Regions from separate parts of the Mus musculus genome. Here region 1 is linked to region 2. A link is a contact called in public Micro-C data. All regions are on one chromosome and are shown on one strand. The core of a region is the stretch at or near the end of the contact, and the rest is flanking DNA. Distances in the headings are between cores, read along the strand shown.

Region 1 (4,824 bases), core at 426-2,925, 120 kb before region 2:
CCTCAGTCCTACACACCCCATCATGCCCAGCTTTTCTCTGCCATTACCCCACAGCCTGCCTTCTACCTTGAAATTCTTCTGGGATTCGGGAGTTGGGCTCTCAAGGTCGATGAGTTTCTTTAGATCTTCCTCAATGGTAGACTTGGAGGTCGGCTTTGGGGATGCCTGCAGGTCCCTGGTTGAGGCTCGAAGCCTAGTGTGGGCTATCTCATTGCCATCACTCTGATGTCGCCTAGGGAGAGGGGGTAGAAATGAAGTCAGCAGGGTTGGCTCAGGGTACTGTGACAGATGAGACAAAGGGTCTGACTCCTATTTACATCAGAATCCACTGAGGTCAGGGCTTGTTAGATAATCAGAGTCAATGTGAACTCAAAATAAAGTGGGAGGAGTAATTCACTCTTCTATAGGACACTGCCCTGTTTGGCTAGCACTAGCAGCAGACTCCAACAGAGCGATCCCCAGAGCCACCTTTATACAATGGCAGTCAAACGACAGGAATAGCCCATGGAGAAGCCCTTTGTTCTAAGTCCTACAGGCCCAGAGAAGAAGCAGTCTACAGAAAGGCTGTGACTGACAGAGCATCGGAGGCTCAGTCATCCCAAAGGCTGATTCAAACACCTTTCCTAGGCTAAAGACCTTAGAGCGAGATGTTTGCAGTACATCTTACTCAAGCAATGAAGCAGAGAAATAACTTAAAGAAAAAAAAGTTACTCAGCAAATAAAATCTCCTAGGGAGAGTGGAGAAGTGTGATCAGAATATATTATATGAAAAATACTTTTTTGTTAATTTAAAACAAGAAAATCCCTCCATAAGCAATTCCCTCCAACCCCAACATTGCAGCCGAGGGTCACTGGCAATAAGAGACTGCCCAGGTCTTTCTGTGCGCAGAGAAAACCCACCACGAAGTAGCAGGAGAGGATCCCTTACTTTCGTGTGTCCATAAATCCCACGGAGTTAATGGTTCCTTCTGGCTTTTTCCATCCAATCAGATATTTGCTAGTGGCGCCCTGGCGAGGGTAGAAAGTCCTAGGTCCAGAGGAGGATGAGGAAGAAGAGGAAAAGGACGGTGCGAGCTGGGAGGATGCGGTGGGGTGAAGCTCCTCTTTGGGGGAACTTCTGGCACTGGAGAATACCACTGGGCTGGCAGAGTGTCGGGAGCTCATGGTACTGTGGAGAGGCAGGACAGAGACGGTGACTATAGTGTCTACACCATGTCAGTTGTGGGGTAGTGTCCAAGGTGGAGGTGAAGGTCAGGTTAGAGAAAAATGAACTTTGAAGAAATGATTAAAAGGGATGGTCAGCTGGTCTGCCTGTTCTCGTCCTGAAATTTAAATGTCTGCACGTTAAGTTAAAAGCAAGAGGGGCATTTTCAGACACACTGGCCCACTGAAGTCTGAGAGGGGCCAGGGATAGGACAAGGAGCAGTAAAAGTCTCAGTGTCTGCCTGTATGACCACATCAAATCTGGGGGTCATGATGATGCTAAGACCAGGCTAAAGATGAGAGGAAGATCAAGTCAGGGACACAGCAATCCTTGACATCCCAGGCCAAGGGCACGCTTATATCTGTGTCCCTATAGCATCAGCATGCATACGGACTCAAAAGCTTACTCATCATCAGACAAGTTCTAAGCCTGGAAAAAGGCAGATTTTTCAAGGTTGGGGAGTAGCGCTTCTATCAGCTACCCACATGCAGGATAACCACACTTCCTTCTACGGTCTCTCAGGGTCATGTCCACACTATGAGCCCTGCTGAGTTGTGCTTAGGAACAATCTAAGGTCAGGTGGCTCCTACAACAGACGTACAGTTGCATTCCTCAGAGAGGCACTCCTATTGTCCAAACCTAGTTATCCTGACTGAGCAGATATTAAAGTACTATAATGATACGCAGCTGGGACAAAGGTACCATTAGAATGGGAGAAGATGACAAAGGGGAACAAGTGTGGGGTGTTCACAAACTATCTAGGAAACTTTTCTGCAACTCTGAAACTATCACAGTATTTTAAAGCGTTACAGTAGAAACAAAACCCAGATGGCTGAGACAGAATCTACTGGTGGAAACGAAGCTCTACTGGTCAGACGTGCAGATTTTGAACTACAATATGGAAGAACATTTTGTACAACAGGGAAGAGTCTTGTTAGTATTTAAGAGTCAGCTACCAGATCTGGAAAAGTATTGTGGAAGACTCCACTTGGAGAGCTTCCAGTATGAACGTGGTCTTATTTATTACTTCAGAACACAAAGAGCCGTCTTCTTTATTTTTATAATGAACTCAGAAGAGCTGGGCCCAAACTTGGAAAAATAGAATAAACAATTATTAGTCTTACCATAAACATTTTCCCCCAAGTACTAGTCCAGCTAGAGATGGAATACAAATCTGCAATGGCTACACAAATGAAAAGCGATGCAACCTTACCGCTGATAAACATTCCGCCTAGTTGCTTTTAAAATTAAGAAGGGCTGGAGAGAGGGCTCAGTAGTTAAGAGCATGGACTGCTCTCTCAGAGGACCAGAGTTTGGTTCCCAGCGGCATACCTGAACCTGACACTCCAAGAGAGCCACTGTCCTCTTCCTGCCCTTGAGGGCATCAGGACATGCCCCACCCCTACACATCACATATAATTTTACAAGAAAAAGTATATCTTAAGGTAAGGGGGATATAAGACTGTTTCCTAGATATGGCATATCAAACCAGTAAGGACAAAACAGCAGCAGATCTCTGCTACAGAAAGATTACAAGTGTGAGAGTGAACTCAGGTAAAGGAAAGACTTCAACAAGGCTGAAGGGTGCACCAAGAAGCATGAGAGGCCCAGGGCACATCAGGGGAGACAGCACAGCTGGCTCTGGACTTCTGCAGGGAAGAGGGGTAGCCTCAGATAAGCTTTAGACAGCAGGGGGTGGAGGTGAGGGTGGGGAGTGTCTGTCGCTTACTTAGAGACAAGATTCTAGTCTTTGGTTTGTAGATGTTAAGGTTTATTTTTCGATTTAGGATCTCTTCACATGCACTAGAACATAGTTATGAGGTCCCAAGGTATTTAGCGCACATCTAACTTAAAAATCTAACCTTGGATAACCACAGGAGCCAGCTCTCAAAGAGCAGTATGTTAAAAATGCTGACTGTGTGCCCTCTCCAGAGATGCTGACGTAGATGGGATGGGGCTGGGCAGACATGAGAATGCTCACTTCTCAAGTGTTCCCAGAGGCTGCTGTGGTCCATGACCCAGGCTCTGAAGTCTACTATATCTGATTTATACCTGAATCGACACATTTTACCTTCGAATACTTTGATATTACACAGCTATTAAAAAATCCTGGGACTTTAAAAGGCTGAAGTTGAGTCAAAAAATAATTTGCCAGGAGAATAGAAAATAAATTAAACTGCTCGTTGTTTTACAAATCATTCCGTCACGTTTAATTTTTATTGTAGGAGGTCATTACATCTATGAAAGATGCTTCTGCAACCTTTGTGTACCCTCACCAGGACACCTGATTAACTGACCACTGAACCTAATTATTCATTCTATCTGAATATGGTGGCTACTACTTGGTGTGAAGGGCCAGCACACTTATGCTTACTAATGGTTATAATCAGACAGCCACATTAAGAACTGGTATCTGGGGGCTGGTGAGATGGCTCAGCGGTTAAGAGCGCCGACTGCTCTTCCAAAGGTCCTGAGTTCAAATCCCAGCAACCACATGGTGGATCACAACCACCCGTAATGAGATCTGATGCCCTCTTCTGGAGTGTCTGAAGACAGCTACAGTGTACTTACAAATAATAAATGAATAAGTAAATATTAAATAAAAGAAAAAAAAGAACTGGTATCTGGTACCAAACAGAAACAAATGGCCTGTTTTTCCCCTAACAGCAGAAGCCGAGCCTTTACCCAGGACACATCCAAAACACGCACTTCAGAGGGTTCGAATCCCAGAGGTGCTAGGATCAGAGCTGAATCAGTGTCTACAGAGAGGGCAGAAATCTCCCCTGCAGTACGCAGCGCATTTGAGAACCACGGCTTGAATCCAGGTGACTTGCTCACACTGCTCTAACTTGGTCAAATCCCCACTTCCTGTCTGCCCAGATCCAAGACTTGAAGCCATGGATACCATGTGTCTGAAGCAAAACCGTGGTCCCCGCAGGAGCTGCTATCAGTGCAGAGCTGAGGGCTCATCTTACATTTTCTTGAGTCAAAGGAAGCTGTGTTTTGAAACATTTTAAAAGAGTTCTCCCATTTCCTAGAACTAAAAACTGCTACCTGAGTCTATACACTTTCTAAAATGGCCCGTCTCTTCCTTTCCTATATAATTCCAGCCCAGGCTCTGGGGAGCTCCTTGAAGCTGGCCTATGACCACCTCAAGGTAGCATAGTCACATACTGCACCAAGAGACTCTGGGAGTTTTAATTATATTACAGTCAATGACAAGTTGGCAGATCTGTGCTTAAGGGGAGCCAGACAGCTGGGCTGTTTCGATATCCTGGAGAACTCTTGTTAATTCAATATGTTGTGATTCTGTCTGTCTTACCCACAGTGCTTTGAATCTCTTCCTAAGAATGGTGTAAGGTAATGAGCCAATAATATGAGTCAAAAGGGAAGAGAAGCAGACCCACTGGGGTGGCAGGTGCAGACATCAGCTCCTTTTCCACTACATGAAAAGCCAGGTTTAACTGTGAGCACAGCCAAACCAGGATGTCCTCGGACTCGGTGACTTCAGGTTTCATCTACACTCTAGGATAATTCCCCTTCCCTGAAAAATAGGACAGCTATTTACAGGAGGGGCTGGCCACCCACAGACGAAACACTACTAAGGTGGCTGCAGCTTG
Region 2 (4,708 bases), core at 558-3,057:
GTACTAACAGCACATCTTTCAAAGTGCCTATGACCAAACCAAAAGCCTTACACTGACCTTGTATCTCTTGTAAACCTCCTTGTGCTTTTACAGTGTGTGGCGTCTGCTTTTTTTTTTTTTTTTTTTTTTTCCTTTTCTTTTTGGAAGTTAAAACAAACACAAATCAGGCCTGGTAGAACAGTGCTGTGATCTCAGTGGGAGGTAGAGGTAGGAATACCAGGGTTCAATGCCAGCCTCAACCATACAGCAAGGCCAAGGCCAGCCTCAGATACAGGAGACCCACCTCAATAGAAAACGAAAGTGGAGCTGTGATTCCTGGGGGCAGAGGAGGGGAACATGGGTTTTAACTGCTTGATGGACGGACAAACGTCTCCTGTGCTGGAGAGATGGATGGGTGTGGATTATGTTCTTCCTCACACTGTTTTCATATCTGAAGCACTCATACTAATTTTTAAAATCAAAAACAAGTGTTAAAAACATGAGTACAATGTGTTCTAGGAAGATAGCACAGGTCCACGCTGCCTGCAGACACATCTTCTCTGAGAGCAAGGCTGGTGCCTGGGCCCAGGCGCTTCCTAGGCTCCGTGGACAGCTGAGTAAGAGGCACAAGCTTCTGGGTGAAAACGAAGAGAGAAAGAGCGCGCATCTCAAGGTTTATCCTCCCATCCTGAATACTAACTCACTAGAGCTCCCGCTGAGAGCAAAGAGGATGCCAGTCAACACCACGCCGTGCCAGTTTAATTTAACGGTATTATTTTGCCTTGCTTTGCAATTACTCCCACAGTCCCTGGGGGAAACTAATGGATTACTAAAAATAAAGTAGGGATTAAGTGAATCATTCGGGTGTTTTGGCTCCCATCTCAAACTGGCTTTAACAGAAAGGAAATGGACTGGCTCAAACACTGCGTATCTCAAGAGGGGACAGGCTTCAGGGCTGGCTGCCCTGGGTTCTGGATTTGTCTTCCATCCTGTGTGGTTTTCTCGCTCGGGCTGGGAGCCAGCAGGCTAAAGCCACACCAGACCTCACAACAGCATACAGTGACATCCAGGGAGAGTAGCGGAGGTTTCCCTGAGCTCTGTCCTAAGTATGAGGTGACTTCCGCCAGAAGATTAGGTACACCTGCCTCAGGGTCTCGAGCTGCAGAGTCACCCACTGGGGTCTCTTGGTGCAATCCTGCCACAGGGTCTCCCACCCAGAGTCTCACGAGCTAGAGCTAGAACTAGAACTAGAACTAGAACTAGAACTAGGGCTGTTTCTGAGACCATCCCCCTGGCTAGGCATTGCCTCAGAGTTGATGAAGGAGCCAAAGTTGGCAAGCCAGTTGTGGACAGGCAGCTTGAGACCACAGCTCAGCAGGTCCACCCTTCAGCTGTGCTCAGCCTCCCTGATCCCGAACACAAAGAATAGACAGCATAAGTGACACAGTTCAGCCATGCTGCCCATTCTGCTGGCCACTACAGGCAAACACTGGGTGTACAGGAACATGCAGGTCATGACTATCACCATGTTTTTGTATGTGAAAGTAAAAAAATTAAACCCCAGGAAATAAAGTGAATGCCCTGTGAAAAGAGGAAACTAAGTTGTTTTTCTTGGTTTTATATTTCTTTCTCTGCAATTAGAAACTCAAAACATACATATTGGGGTTTAACTAAGTGAATGTCCATTTGCCTGAATGCATCTGGGGGCTCCATCCCCAGGAAGATATTCAAACCCAGAAAGCCAAAGTTTGCAACATTGCTACTTACTGTGTTCTGGTGCCATGGCCACAGACTTAAGACAGCAGCGTCCACACTAATGACATATGACCTACAAACAAACAAGAAACACTTTGTAAGAGCATATGAAAGGCCACCAAGACTACACTGTTCACACAGTCTTGACAAGGGACTTATCTTTGAGGTGAACAGGCTGGCATTCATGAAGCAAGCAGCATTAATTGGGTTAGAAGTGGAGGTGTCTACAATACTAGCCCATTATAAATATTTCTAAGATCATCTGTGTCAACTGTAGGGCAAACTTTGTTTTTTATTTATTTCTAGACAGATTTCTCTCTATTATCCTGCCTATCCTGGGACTTGGTACGCAGACCAGACTGCCCTCAAACTCAGACATTCTCCTCTGACTCTGGAGTGCTAGAGTTAAAGCTGTGGGCTCCACACCCAGCCTTGGACTTTTCTTTCTTGCTTGCTTGCTTTCTTTCTTTACTTTCACACACTCACACACATGCACATGCAAACACACGCACGCGCGCACGTGTGGGGTGGTGTGTGCCTGTGGAGGTCAGAAAGGGGCACTGGACCCTCGGAAGCTGGAGTCCCTGCTGGGAACAGACTGAGTCTCCGAGGAGCAGGAGGCTCTTAGCTGCTGAACTGTTTCTCCAGCCACAGATCCAACTTTCCAAAATCAAAATAAGCAGCACATTTCAACTGAGTAATAGTGTTGACTTCTAAAACAAAGAGAGAAGAATAAGAAATGAACCTCAAACAGTATGTAGATTTAAAAGAAAATGTAAGAAGCCCGTTAGCCTGACCTCTCCAATACCCAATGAACCTAGTCCTAATAGAGCATGAACCTGGGAAATAAGCTTCAATTTCTAATTCTCTAAAAAAAAATGCACATGTCTGCCTCAGCAAAGACTCTTGAAGACTGGAATGGCTTTTAATATTCACAAATGAAATAGAGGAGTGCTGCCCCTGCCCAGCCTGGAGATCTAGTAACAGTACAGTGGAAGCCCACCTTGGTGGCACTTTTAGGAGGCCGAGGAGTTTGGGATCAGCACAGATAACACTGCAGCAAACATGGAAAATATTAAGAAGAACAGCAAAACACAACAGCAAATCACACCCTCGATTAAACGGACCTTATGATGGTTAGTTTTGAATGCCAGCTTCCCAAAATCTGGGAACCTAGTTTGAATTGAGCAATTATTTAGATCAGACTAGCGTGTGGGCAAGTCTGTGCAGGATGGCCTTGACTGCCAACTGATAAAGGGACACTCACTCAGACCACTATGGAAAACATCAGTCCCTGGTCAGGGAGCTCTGAACTGTATAGGGTAAGAAAAAGCCTAGAAGACAGGAGAAGCAGACAACATGAGTGTGTTCATATCTCTCTTGCTCCTGACTGTGGTGTGGTATGTCTTGTCACATTACTAATGGTTTGTTTAAAAAAAAAAACAAAAAAAGCTTTAACTTTTCAAGAAGCATCCCTGACTTGGACTAGTTCTGACTTCTAAACTTTCCATAACTTGCATCTTGGGTTCAGTGCACATTAATTGTGATAATCCATTTCACCATAAGCTTCAACTCAATATTGTAATTTCCTGAGGGGCAAGCAAATGATTGGGAGAAGTAGATTCCACAGAAGCCAGGGACCACAGACCACAGCCCCACAGTGCACGCTACATTTCATTCATCAGGCTTTATCAAGAGAGAAAAAGAGAAGAGAAGAAAATGTATGGATGGGAGTGAAGTCTGTTCACTCCACCGCACAACTGGCACCAGCAAGAAACTGGAAAGCCCTGGAAGCTAACCCAGGAAGATTAAGTTCCAGACATCTGTGCAAAGGGGCCTCTGACCATCTGCCACCCTCCCCTGCAGCAGGCCTTCCCTGACCAGGAGAGTGTCACTGCAGAGGTGCTCTCCTAGTGCCTTAAGGAATGCCCCTAACTCCAGAAAGACAAAACACTAAGATCCAAAGAAGCTGGCTAAGTGGATGTAAATTATTACGACCAAAACCCATTTCCTGGGCTGGTGAGATGGCTCAGTGGGTAAGAGCACCCGACTGCTCTTCCGAAGGTCAGGAGTTCAAATCCCAGCAACCACATGGTGGCTCACAACCATCTGTAACAAGATCTGACTCCCTCTTCTGGAGTGTCTGAAGACAGCTACAGTGTACTTACATTAATAAAATAAATAAATCTTAAAAAAAAAAAAAAAAAAAAACCATTTCCTTTGACTTTGTTTCTTCTGAAAGATCCAGGGGCACATGGCACATAAAACTTCTATTAAATACACCTGCATGTGTTTCTCTTGTTTGTCTACCTTTCAATACAGGAGCCTGAGCCATGAAAAGCAATGTATCTCCCAACAACATGAACAGAAATGTTCAGAGCAGTGTGGCCCCTGGAGCCAAAACCTAGAAGCCTTTGCAATGTGTATCCACATCAGAAGAGAATAAAGGAGTTCCCTAGAATAGAATATGAAAAAAAAGGAGAAGGACAAAGCACTGCCTGCCTTCAGCAGAGCTGATCTGCTCTCATGATCACTCAGGTCATGTATCCAGTGTTAACCCTTTACTACCACTGTTTGTACTGCTATCAGTTATTCCCATTGTTTCTGTGGGAGCTCAGTCTGCCTGGAATTGAACACTAAAAACATCAAGACAGCCCATAGGTCACTTGACAAAACCCCATCATTCTTAAATCAATTCCTTACTTCTTTTTAAAACAAAACAAAATGTGTGTGCGTGCATGCCAAGTGATTTATTTACTTATTTTATGTATATTTGTACACTGTAGCTGTTTTCAGACATACCAGAGAAGGGCATCAGATCCCATTACAGATGGTTGTGAGCCACCATGTGGTTGCTGGGAATTGAACTCAGGACCTCTGGAAGAGCAGTCAGAGCTCTTAAATGGGGAGCCATCTCTCCAGCCCCTAAGTTCTTACTTCTTGAAATCTCATGTTTCAAAGTCTTCGTCTGTAC

What was found. Hi-C and Micro-C count contacts between places; a contact is called where the count stands out from the background.
Region 1: a Micro-C map of granulosa cells shows a contact between it and region 2, with 2.2 times the contacts expected there. The contact joins the enhancer-like site here to the promoter of Sipa1l1 in region 2. A contact is called at or near these places in 1 of 15 datasets of contacts at CTCF or cohesin (the NIH/3T3 cell line), 4 of 484 Hi-C or Micro-C datasets (granulosa cells, muscle stem cells, nephron progenitors and 1 more) and 4 of 9 other capture datasets (adipose tissue, liver, macrophages and 1 more).

Annotation. Positions count from the first base shown.
Region 1 is chr12:82,429,097-82,433,920 of GRCm38.p6, reverse strand. Sipa1l1 (signal-induced proliferation-associated 1 like 1) reads right to left here. Exons shown (of 21, transcript NM_172579.3): 15 at 929-1,168; 16 at 67-232. Among named protein-coding and RNA genes, the nearest start is that of Gm51987, 15 kb to the left of the region's middle. Within about 2 kb of position 1,675, at least 4 of the 459 cell types and tissues checked have an H3K27ac peak or open chromatin away from gene starts, as enhancers often do. A contact at or near this core is called in granulosa cells, where this site is marked.
Region 2 is chr12:82,308,448-82,313,155 of GRCm38.p6, reverse strand. It overlaps Sipa1l1 (signal-induced proliferation-associated 1 like 1), which reads right to left and starts at 1,807. Exons shown (of 21, transcript NM_172579.3): 1 at 1,747-1,807.